Regions from separate parts of the Gasterosteus aculeatus genome. Here region 2 is linked to region 1. Evidence: chromatin contacts called from public Hi-C data. All regions are on one chromosome and are shown on one strand. Each heading gives the region's core, a stretch centred on a gene start, on an enhancer-like site or on the middle of the called end of the contact. The rest is flanking DNA. Distances are from core to core; before and after follow the strand shown. Region 1 holds the start of LOC120821235 (scavenger receptor cysteine-rich domain-containing group B protein). Region 2 overlaps tspoap1 (TSPO associated protein 1).

Region 1 (4,548 bases), core at 963-3,462:
GCAACGGCATGGATTTGGAAATGTATAAATCCTCAAAGGTATGTACATACCTTTTCAATATCATGTTGCCAAAATCCATCAAAGAGACAAAGCATACCCCGCCTGACCGCTGAGTGGAAGTTGTATATGCAGAGAATTAGGCATTCAGTCTGTATTAATGTCAATCTTCTCGTCTATACTTTGGAAGTAAGCTGATGAACTAATGCACTCGCAATAGTTGAGAGCCTCTAACGGCGTGTTTTCACTCGGAGGATGAAAGAGACAGAAAGACAGAGATCCAGCGATCCACTCCACGTTGTCCAGGTGTCCTTTGGCCTCTCGTTCCCATCTCGGTCTGCTGCCTTGTTGCTGACTGCAGAAACAGATCGAGAGAGTGAGAGGGGGAGAGCAAATCAGCCAAAATCCAGCTAGCAGTGCACAATTATATTTAACCAATTTACAGCATCATTGTAGTTTCACACTTTAATCAGTCATGAAAATGGTCAATATCAATAATCCTCAATTGATATTGATTTTTATAATGAGAACAAAGGAGGAAAAAAAATGAAATTACATTGAAATAATAACCCTAACCCCCATACAATAATTCATTGAGAATTAAAATCCAAATCCGTATGAAGAACATCAAAATGATACATTATTATAAACAAAATGAATTAATTAAATGAATCTTGCTGGTTTTACAGCAGCGACAACCTATATTTCCTAGAGCTCTTTTTTTTACCCCCAAGAAAGTTTCTTTTGGGAGCCTCATCTGAAGCCAGGTTAGAAGGACAGTGGGTGCTAACATTGCTCATGATAACATGGAAACACAAGCTGATAATATTTCATTGCTGTATTACTACTTGTTACTGCTGCCCCATAGTGGAAATACAAATGTAGTCAATGTTGAAAATAAATAAAGGAATATGCTGCCAGGATAAACAAAAAAGTGGATCTTGTGCAAAAACTTCCAAAGGTGAAAAGCCGCAGACACCCCAAAACTAAAACACAATGACAAGACAACTATTGAATCTGTAACTTTGGCTGCGTACGGCCTGTTGTCTCAATCCTATCATGGAGATTAAGAAAATTAGCTTAGTGCAGGGAAACACCCGTATTTTGGCTAAACAACCGATTTTGGCGACACTCCAGGAAGGAGTTAAGAATTGGGCCCTGAAAAGCCTGTTAATGGCAGTGGACAGCCTGCACGTTTCTCTGTGGCTAAGAAGGATTAGTGTTCGGAAGCTATTTCCATTAGTCTGCTGCACAATGCAGAGATGCCTCAGGCTTTTTATCAATTGAAAGGACAACAGACCGTCTTGTGTGCCACACAAACACGTTTAGACACAGTATGCCTCTTTCTTGTTCAAAGGAGTAACTTTTTGGGGACCAAAATAAACAAGGTGGACTGCAGGAAAGTAATGGAATGTAAGAGTTTGTGGAGGAAAATGTCTTTCTCGGGATGTGTATTCTGACATGGAGATTGTGTTGAAGCATGAAGATTATAACAATCTTTAGGGCGGCGTATCGATCTATAAAAAAAGTAAATGCGGTTCCTGAGTCCCATACTGGTCATACTGTTTGCACACAAAAACCTGCATTGTTAAGAACACTACCAAGTCGTTAATGTCATCTTTTTATTCCTCTGTCATGAAGTCAGTTTTGCTTGTCAGTGTTCACTATTCTGCAGCGATTTTTAAAACTCTCAAAAGTTTTGTTAACAGCGTTTTGATTTTTACCGCCTCATAGTTGCATTTTTTTTGCTGCAGAGTACTTGGGTACAGTGTGGGATGTGCACACACACACACACACACACACACACACACACACACACACACACACACACACACACACACACACACACACACACACACACACCCTGAGCCAAAGCCTCGTCTCCCTCTGAGAGTGTGTGCAGAGATGAGACGGACCGCACCTTCTGTAAGCGCTAACTGACACTGGAGATGCAAGGGTAGCAGTGAAGGGTCAGCTTTCATTGCATTGTCTTTTTTTGCTCCTCCTGCTTCTTTTAAATATAGATTGTTGGGGAGTGTTAGGAATATTAGCATATAATGATCTGGTATTCTGTGTTTTTACGTAATATCGGTCACTGGAGCCAAGTACTTATAGTCAACCAGGAGGGATGAAAGACATTGAAAAAGGAGCACCGGATGTTCTGGAGTTCCCTGCTTCCATCTCGACACAAACTTTCTGTGTGACCTGTGGAATTAAGCTGCCAGCTATCTGAGCTCGAAAGACAACTTTTGGTACTTTTTCTGGGGGGGGGGGGTGGAGGAATCCTATTTATTTTTTTCAATTACTTTCACAACAGGTATGTATTTTTTCTTCTTTTTTGAAATACAGAGCTGTTTCTGCTGTATCTGACATGTTGAACCGGTCTGTGACATAATAATAGATCAAATAAAGCGATCTTCTCTCATTCAAGTGTTTTTTTCTATAACCGGTCCATTGTAACGTGAAAGATAGATGCAATTATTATGTTGGTATTGTTGAAGATAGACATACATTAATATCATACATATATTAATGTATATATGATACGTTAATATCATAATATACATTCATATGTCAAACATGTTGATATTATATGAATTATTACCTTTAAATATATTTATTTAGGACCATTCCTTATGAAAAATGAAAAAAATCATCTTTTGTGACATTCTGGTCTATTTCACAACAAAAGACAGTGGTGTTGGGGGGGAAATACTGCTCATAAAAAGCTGTGGTCAGACACACTCTCTGATAAAAGCATTGCTTTTCTGTTTAACTGTAGTGAAAGTCTACCAGTTAAAGAGACTTCTGCAGTTCATCTCAGACATTGGGGGGTATTTTTGTGGGCCCCGAGATCTTTCAGCTATTTCTCAGCACGGTGAAGTGAGAAGGGAGGGGAAGCAGAGCCAACACAAAAGGCAACATTATTCCCCAGCGGATCTGCGCTACATCCTACTATGAATGGAGTATTGAAAAACATAACATTGGGGACTAGATTATTTTTCATCCTTCACAAATGAGCCATTTGTCCAGGAGTTTCGAGTGGTTTGTTGGTACGGTGTTGTGCTGGTGTTAAACTCCCCACCTCTAAATTGGAGGCACAGGGATCCCTCTGTGGGCCTCTGGCCTTCAGCGCCGCACCATTTCAGACTCCAGGACAGTCCAGGGAAAAAGGACTGGAACTGGGTGAAGACTGCACGGTCCAGAGTCTTGTCTCGGGCTGCTGTCAAGTGTTTGTTTTTTTTGGCATCCTACGGCCCTGCAAAGCTTGCATGTTACGTTTAAACAAACTCTCTATTTACTGCAGAGAAGCTAACGATTTTAACACCCTTACTCCCCCCCCAGGCTCTACCATTCTACCCCTTCTCCTGCTCTCCAAAGAGACGAGAGGCGCCCCTGCAGTGTCATCAGGTGCCTAAGCGTTCTGCAGGGTTCTAGTGACAGATTGCAGGAAGAAGCGTTTATGCCTGACGATGGGGACCACAGAAAGCAGAAATGTCTTTTTGTGCCCCCTGGGCCCGGAATGTCCACTATCTCGAGGGGCCAATATCAAATTCTCCCCTCATCATCCCCTAATACGCATTCCTGTGTAGGGTCAGGGGGAATTCTGCATGAGCAAAGAGACAAACAACCCAAGGCCAAGCCGCACACTGTGTATCTCCTAATGTCAACACTTCTTCAATAACAGTATTCTCAGATTCCTGGGAAATGTGCTTATTACAAATCCCCCATTTCATTAATTAATAATAATTAAAAAATGTAGCATTATAGGTTTTCCCTCACGCTACAGCTGATAGCATTTTAGTGAAGTATTTAAATTCTACTGCAGTATGAATGTACTATGGCTATTCAGTGTCTGGCTCAGCGCTATCTAACCCCAATTATTGAGTGATCGTTGTAGAATCCCAATATTCTTCGTCCGAGGGGAAATCCCCTTGATTGGTGCTTGTGTTACAGACACGTTTGACACGTCTGTAACACAAACCCTCCCCAGCTGTTGACGATTGGAAATGAATTGTCCTCATTCTGAATCTCTCGCTGTTCCCGCCTCCGATACACGCTGCCAGCGCAGGTGCACGGCGGCCATTTTGTACTGACTAAAACAGCAGTGTAACTCTACTCCATGTCCCTTGCGTTTTATGGCAACAGCGGCACTATTTAATTTTGGGAAACCTGGTTTTGCTTTGAGAAGAGTTGGTGTGCAGTGCCTTAAAGTCCACAGGAAGTGATGTGCACTAGGTGGAGACAATTTATTTTTGAGCTCCAACCCTGACCTCTGCCAGACTACCATCAATACATAGTTCAGCACCATGACAACAGCTGCAGGGACCACCAGAGAAAACAATCCAATACTATAATTAGGCTGCACTGAACCAGGACAAAATATAGTGATTGTATCTACCAAACAATTGTCAATTACATTTAGAGATGTGTTCCCATGCAAACACCGGCCTTTTGGGAATCTCGATGAGAGAGACTGACTAGCGTGTGAATGTGTGTGGTCAGTCAGGCAGCCATGCGAGGCCAGCGTGTGGTGGAGAGCAAGTGCAG
Region 2 (4,728 bases), core at 1,524-4,023, 35 kb before region 1:
AAGTCATTTCATCTGGGCATTTCATCTTAATGTTCCCATTGAAGATGAGAAAACCCCTTGAGCCTGATCATATGGTGGGAAATGTGTTGAGGATGACCATGAGATCCAGCGCAGACATGCTCACTAGACAGCTCATTCTTCATTATAAAAATCCAGCAGATGTTCACTTTCAGTAAGGAACGACCTCTTAAGTCACTGGAGCAGTAATTAAAAACAGGCACTTAGAAAGGCAACCTATCCCTGCACTCATTACTCATCACCAGTGACGCAGTCTTTCTAATACGGGCTTAAGAGGGAGTTAGGATGAGTAGTGCCCACGTCGTCCAGCAGAGAGCAAGCTTGTGGCAGGCACGGCGAGGAGGGTTCAGATCAGCGGTCTGGTTAGGGTTACGGTTCATATAGTTCCTGAGGAGTTCTGCAGGAAGTACCTTCGTGGTGCCCTGCCGGGCCTCCAGCTCTCGGCACTCTTGCTGCAGGGCGGCAATCTCTTTGTCCTTAGACAGCAGCAGGTCGGCGTGCTGGGCGAGGTCACGAGCTCGCTGGCGGGCGAACGCCCTCTTGCACTGCTCCACGGACCCGGGCCTCAGCAGCGACGGGGAGTTCACCTGCACAAGGGTAGGGAGGGCGTTTGTATCAGGACACACTTCTTGTTTGTGCGTTGAGAGAGACGCCGTGCATCATGCAGCGTTTCAGTAGAAAAGTATTACAGTATCGGATTTGATTGTGGCATTCAGGTCATGTTTCAAGAGACCACTTGTGAAATTATTGAATGACGACTTCACCACTGATTTGTGAGTTGTGGCGATATCTCTATTATAAGGGAACTGCCCACTGCATAAGCGTCTTTACGTACTATAGGAAAAACAGGTCAGGGACTTGGGAATACATTAGCTGAAGCTACAGTTTATGCATGCGGTTTGCAGTCTAACTAGCTTTTTCAAACTGACAGATTCAATCTGTGTACTACATATTTCAGACCAAATCTATAGAGAAGTTGATATTTATGTCTGAAAATATCACATCAAATTGGTTTCCTTTCATATTATAATTAAATATGCTTAAAACGCTTAAAATGGCACCGAAGAAAACTGTAAAACACAAAAACACTAACATTTATATTGCATCACAGAAGGGATAAACATTATCTTAAATAAGGTAATCATTAATTATACTGTCTCCAAAAGAATAAAGAAATGTATTTTGAGAGTCTTCCATAAATAATTATTGCATTTTTTACTTCTCTACATAATAGCGAGCTTGACAGCTTTCTCTAGTGAGGACGGAAATGTAAATTTATCACAATGAGCTCATTGTGAGTGTTTGATCACAACCCGTTGCAGCTGTTCTGTAGATGAATTACATCTCAAGAGACTTCTGACAATAAACTGAGTTGTTACAGCCAATCTAGTGATGCATTAAATGATTCAATAGTGTGCCGGTATTTCATAACAAGGCGGTGAGTGATTTCATCACTCTGAACTATTCCATTCCACCCGTTCCCGGACATTGCAGTGATTCGGAGCGGCGGTGCTTGATGGCAAGTCGCTCCCTCGAGAATTTTGGTCCCAGCAAGCGCAAATGTGAGAAGAACCCGGTCAGCCGTGTAACAGTTTGGGCTCCTTGGATTTCTGCGGCATACCACTCTGAGGTTGGCCTCCTGCAGTTTCCGAGCTCTCTCCTCCAGCCTCTTGGCGAGAACGGACAGCTCTGTGTTCTTCCTCCTCAGCCTCCTGACCTTCTCCTCCGTCTCTGGGGCGCTGCTCTTCCGCTAAACACATGGGAGACAAAATATCACCAGCGGGCTAAATTCTAACGATTGTCCAGCCGGGCTTGTTAATGGTTTAAAGAGTGTTGTTTGTTACCAGTGGGAGGCTCAGAAGCTACGTGAGGAAAGGCCAACACACTGACCACATAGACATTTATTTATAAACTGAATAAAAAGGAGCGGCACCTAACTGAAACAATGCCCGTTTAAAAATGGGTTGCTGGCTGCTTCTGTGCACCTGGCCTACTTTCTAGGAAGCCTTCCGTGGAGACTACAAACCCGGTATATTTTTAGTCTCACCAGCAGGCCGTTCTCCTCCCTCAGTGTGGCACAAGTTTTCTCCAGCCCGTCGAGGCCTCGCAGTAGCTCAGAGTTCTGACGCACCAGGAAACCGTAGTCGGTGCCATTCTGGAAAACACAAGCACAACAGTTTTATTAGTGGTTTTATTTAAACAACTCAAGGATTCTCAGGTGCCTCCCTCAGCAATGATTTCCATGCTTCTATGTAATGATGGCTGACAGATGATAGTCCTATGACAAGGCTTTTCATTAGGCACCGAACAGCTATTGCAACATCGTTTACTCAGTGGACGAGGAAAGAGAGCTCGGCTCTCATGTGCTGTGAGGAGACGTGCAGGAGGGAAAAGTGGATCCTACTTTTTATCTGGAATATTGCTGTAATGAATACAGCTTTAACAGTGTGAAATTATCCTGGGTGTTACACAAATGAGCTCGTTATTTTTGTGAGCCCTTAGTGAAGGGCCCAGCTCAACAAAGCAGCAGAAATGTGGCAGAAATCCACATTCCACAATCCACCGTCCTGTGGAGAAGAACCGCAAAGCGGTGCACGGATCAGATTGGTCTTCTGGTTTAAAGGCCGACAATGGCAACTTACTTTCCGCCACGGGGATGCTCTAAAACGAGCCCGGAGGCTCAGGGCGGAGGGGTGAGAGTCGACCTGGCACACGTGAGCACAAATGGCTCCAGTGAGAGCAGATGGACGGACGGGGTGAACGATAAGCTGGAAGTGAACGGGAGGGCGTGTCCTCAGAGTGAACGCCCACAGCTACTGAAGTACCCACAGACAGATGGAGGTCCAGACCAGACAGTGGTAGAACACACACCTCTCTTAATACACCGGGGGATCTCGCTACTAAAGTAAAAGAGCCTTCGGCTGCAATCACATGAAAATGTTACATTGCACATCTTGATGACGTGGACATAAAAACCACGCCAGCGTCATCTCAGATTATGGAGTTTTGATAACTGTAGATGACCGGCGATCATTCGGCTCCTTGGAGGGTTTTATTTCGACGCTGCTGTACTGGTTTCTTAAGTCCACACTAATGACCAGCTGCTGACTGAACCAGCAGCTGAGGCTCCAGAGTGACGGTAACGGTAAGTCAGACACGCTGTGTCAATATCATAATAATAACAAAGTAGTGCCAGAAAAGACCATATGTTTTCAGAGAACACACAGAGTAGCGGACACAACGTTTGGGACTGAAATCATTAACCTCCACGACCCGAGGAGGAAAATAATTAGCAGAAGAAAAATAATTAAAACCGTAGAAGTGGAAGCAATATTTACAAAATAAATTGCATATGATTGCAAAAATCCCTTTATCATGGCTGGAATCACACACTTATTTTATTTCATAAAATAAGTGTGTGATTCAGTAAATTTCCAGTCCTATCTAAATTTGTAGCGAGTGTTGTCAAAGCAACAATTTAATCAATATTTGACCGTAGACAAAAAAGCCCCAACAAACAACAACATTTACAAAATACCGCTTACCCTTAAATTGAAGCATTATTGATTATTATTATTGATACATTATAGAGCCACTGTGGGTAATGTTGATGTTATTGCATTGTGGGATATTCACGCATTTGGCTTCATACTTACTTCATACCGCTGTCATTCAGTTTTAGCGTATATAGCATGTCGTTAGCCACGGGATGCTACTATTCAAGTAACCGATACCAAGCCAAAGGCATAAGGACACACGCCACCACCAGGTTTCATTGAGGTGATGCTGAGATACGACCTGGCAGAAATAGCTGCAGCCCAAAGTACTTCCACAGATTGAAGCTGTGTTATGTTGCCTTCTCTTCACAGCAAACACTTAACGGCTCAGAAAGTGTTGGCCTCTCAATTGATCCTTTGTGTCTTGGAGAGTTATTTTGCCATCAGTTCCTCTCAGGACGACAATGATAAAGCCCGATCGATCACCTCAGAGGAAGTCCGGCCAGAGCGAACTCTGCCTCCATTCTGATTCTAATGATCTTGGAGTGCGTCCATGTCTTGTAATTGTTCCCTAGCAATTGCACCAAAATACTCCAGAGGCTTTTCTTTAGCTATGAAGTAATGCCGGCTTCCTGCGGTGAAAAAAAAAAAAAAAAGAGAGAGAGACAGAGCCCGCTTCCTTGCTTGTCTTGCTGCCACAGAAAAAGGGGCTGCAGGTGGTGAGGTCCACTCAAGGTCAGTGTATTAGCATTCAGCCCGCGCTCCGCTGTGGCGGCATGGCGGTTCTCACGGGGGCCTGGCTGGGTTGGCGAAGCAGACAAACGCAGTAGCAGGAGGAAGGGGGTCCGCATAAACGTCTGTCGGGAAAGCCTGGGCCTAATGAAGCCATGTCCCTGCGCTCCCTTTGAATCGATGCAAGCAGACAACAGAAAGGACTGCAGCGGATTCAGAACGCTGCAGCTCGAGTCGTCACTAAGAAAGAAAGTGGATCACACTTGTGCTTGTGTCAGGGCTTCGGAACAGAGGATGTTGCATGTGTACAGACTGTAAAGCCCTCTGGGGCAAGTTCCTAATTTTAGGATAATCAAAATAAATTGAATGTCTGTTTTAATTCTGTTTTTGAATTTACTTTTATTTTGCCTGATGTTTAATGGTGTTATGTGAAGCACTTTGAAGATGCCTTGTTGTTGAAATGTGCTATACAAATGAAGCG

What was found. A called contact is a pair of places that touch in the nucleus more often than the background predicts.
Region 2: a contact with region 1 is called in a Hi-C map of skeletal muscle, with 2.2 times the contacts expected there. The contact joins the enhancer-like site here to the promoter of LOC120821235 in region 1. A contact is called at or near these places in 3 of 6 Hi-C or Micro-C datasets (skeletal muscle and whole body).

What each region holds. Positions count from the first base shown.
Region 1 is chr7:18,109,592-18,114,139 of fGasAcu3.hap1.1, reverse strand. LOC120821235 (scavenger receptor cysteine-rich domain-containing group B protein) reads left to right here and starts at 2,212. Exons shown (of 13, transcript XM_040179615.2): 1 at 2,212-2,314; 2 at 3,343-3,408; 3 at 4,504-4,548. The coding sequence starts at 4,514.
Region 2 is chr7:18,145,351-18,150,078 of fGasAcu3.hap1.1, reverse strand. tspoap1 (TSPO associated protein 1) reads right to left here. Exons shown (of 32, transcript XR_013468263.1): 2 at 2,066-2,173; 3 at 1,640-1,768; 4 at 429-605. Among protein-coding and RNA genes, the nearest start is that of tspoap1, 16 kb to the right of the region's middle. Within about 2 kb of position 2,773, at least 2 of the 9 cell types and tissues checked have open chromatin away from gene starts, as enhancers often do.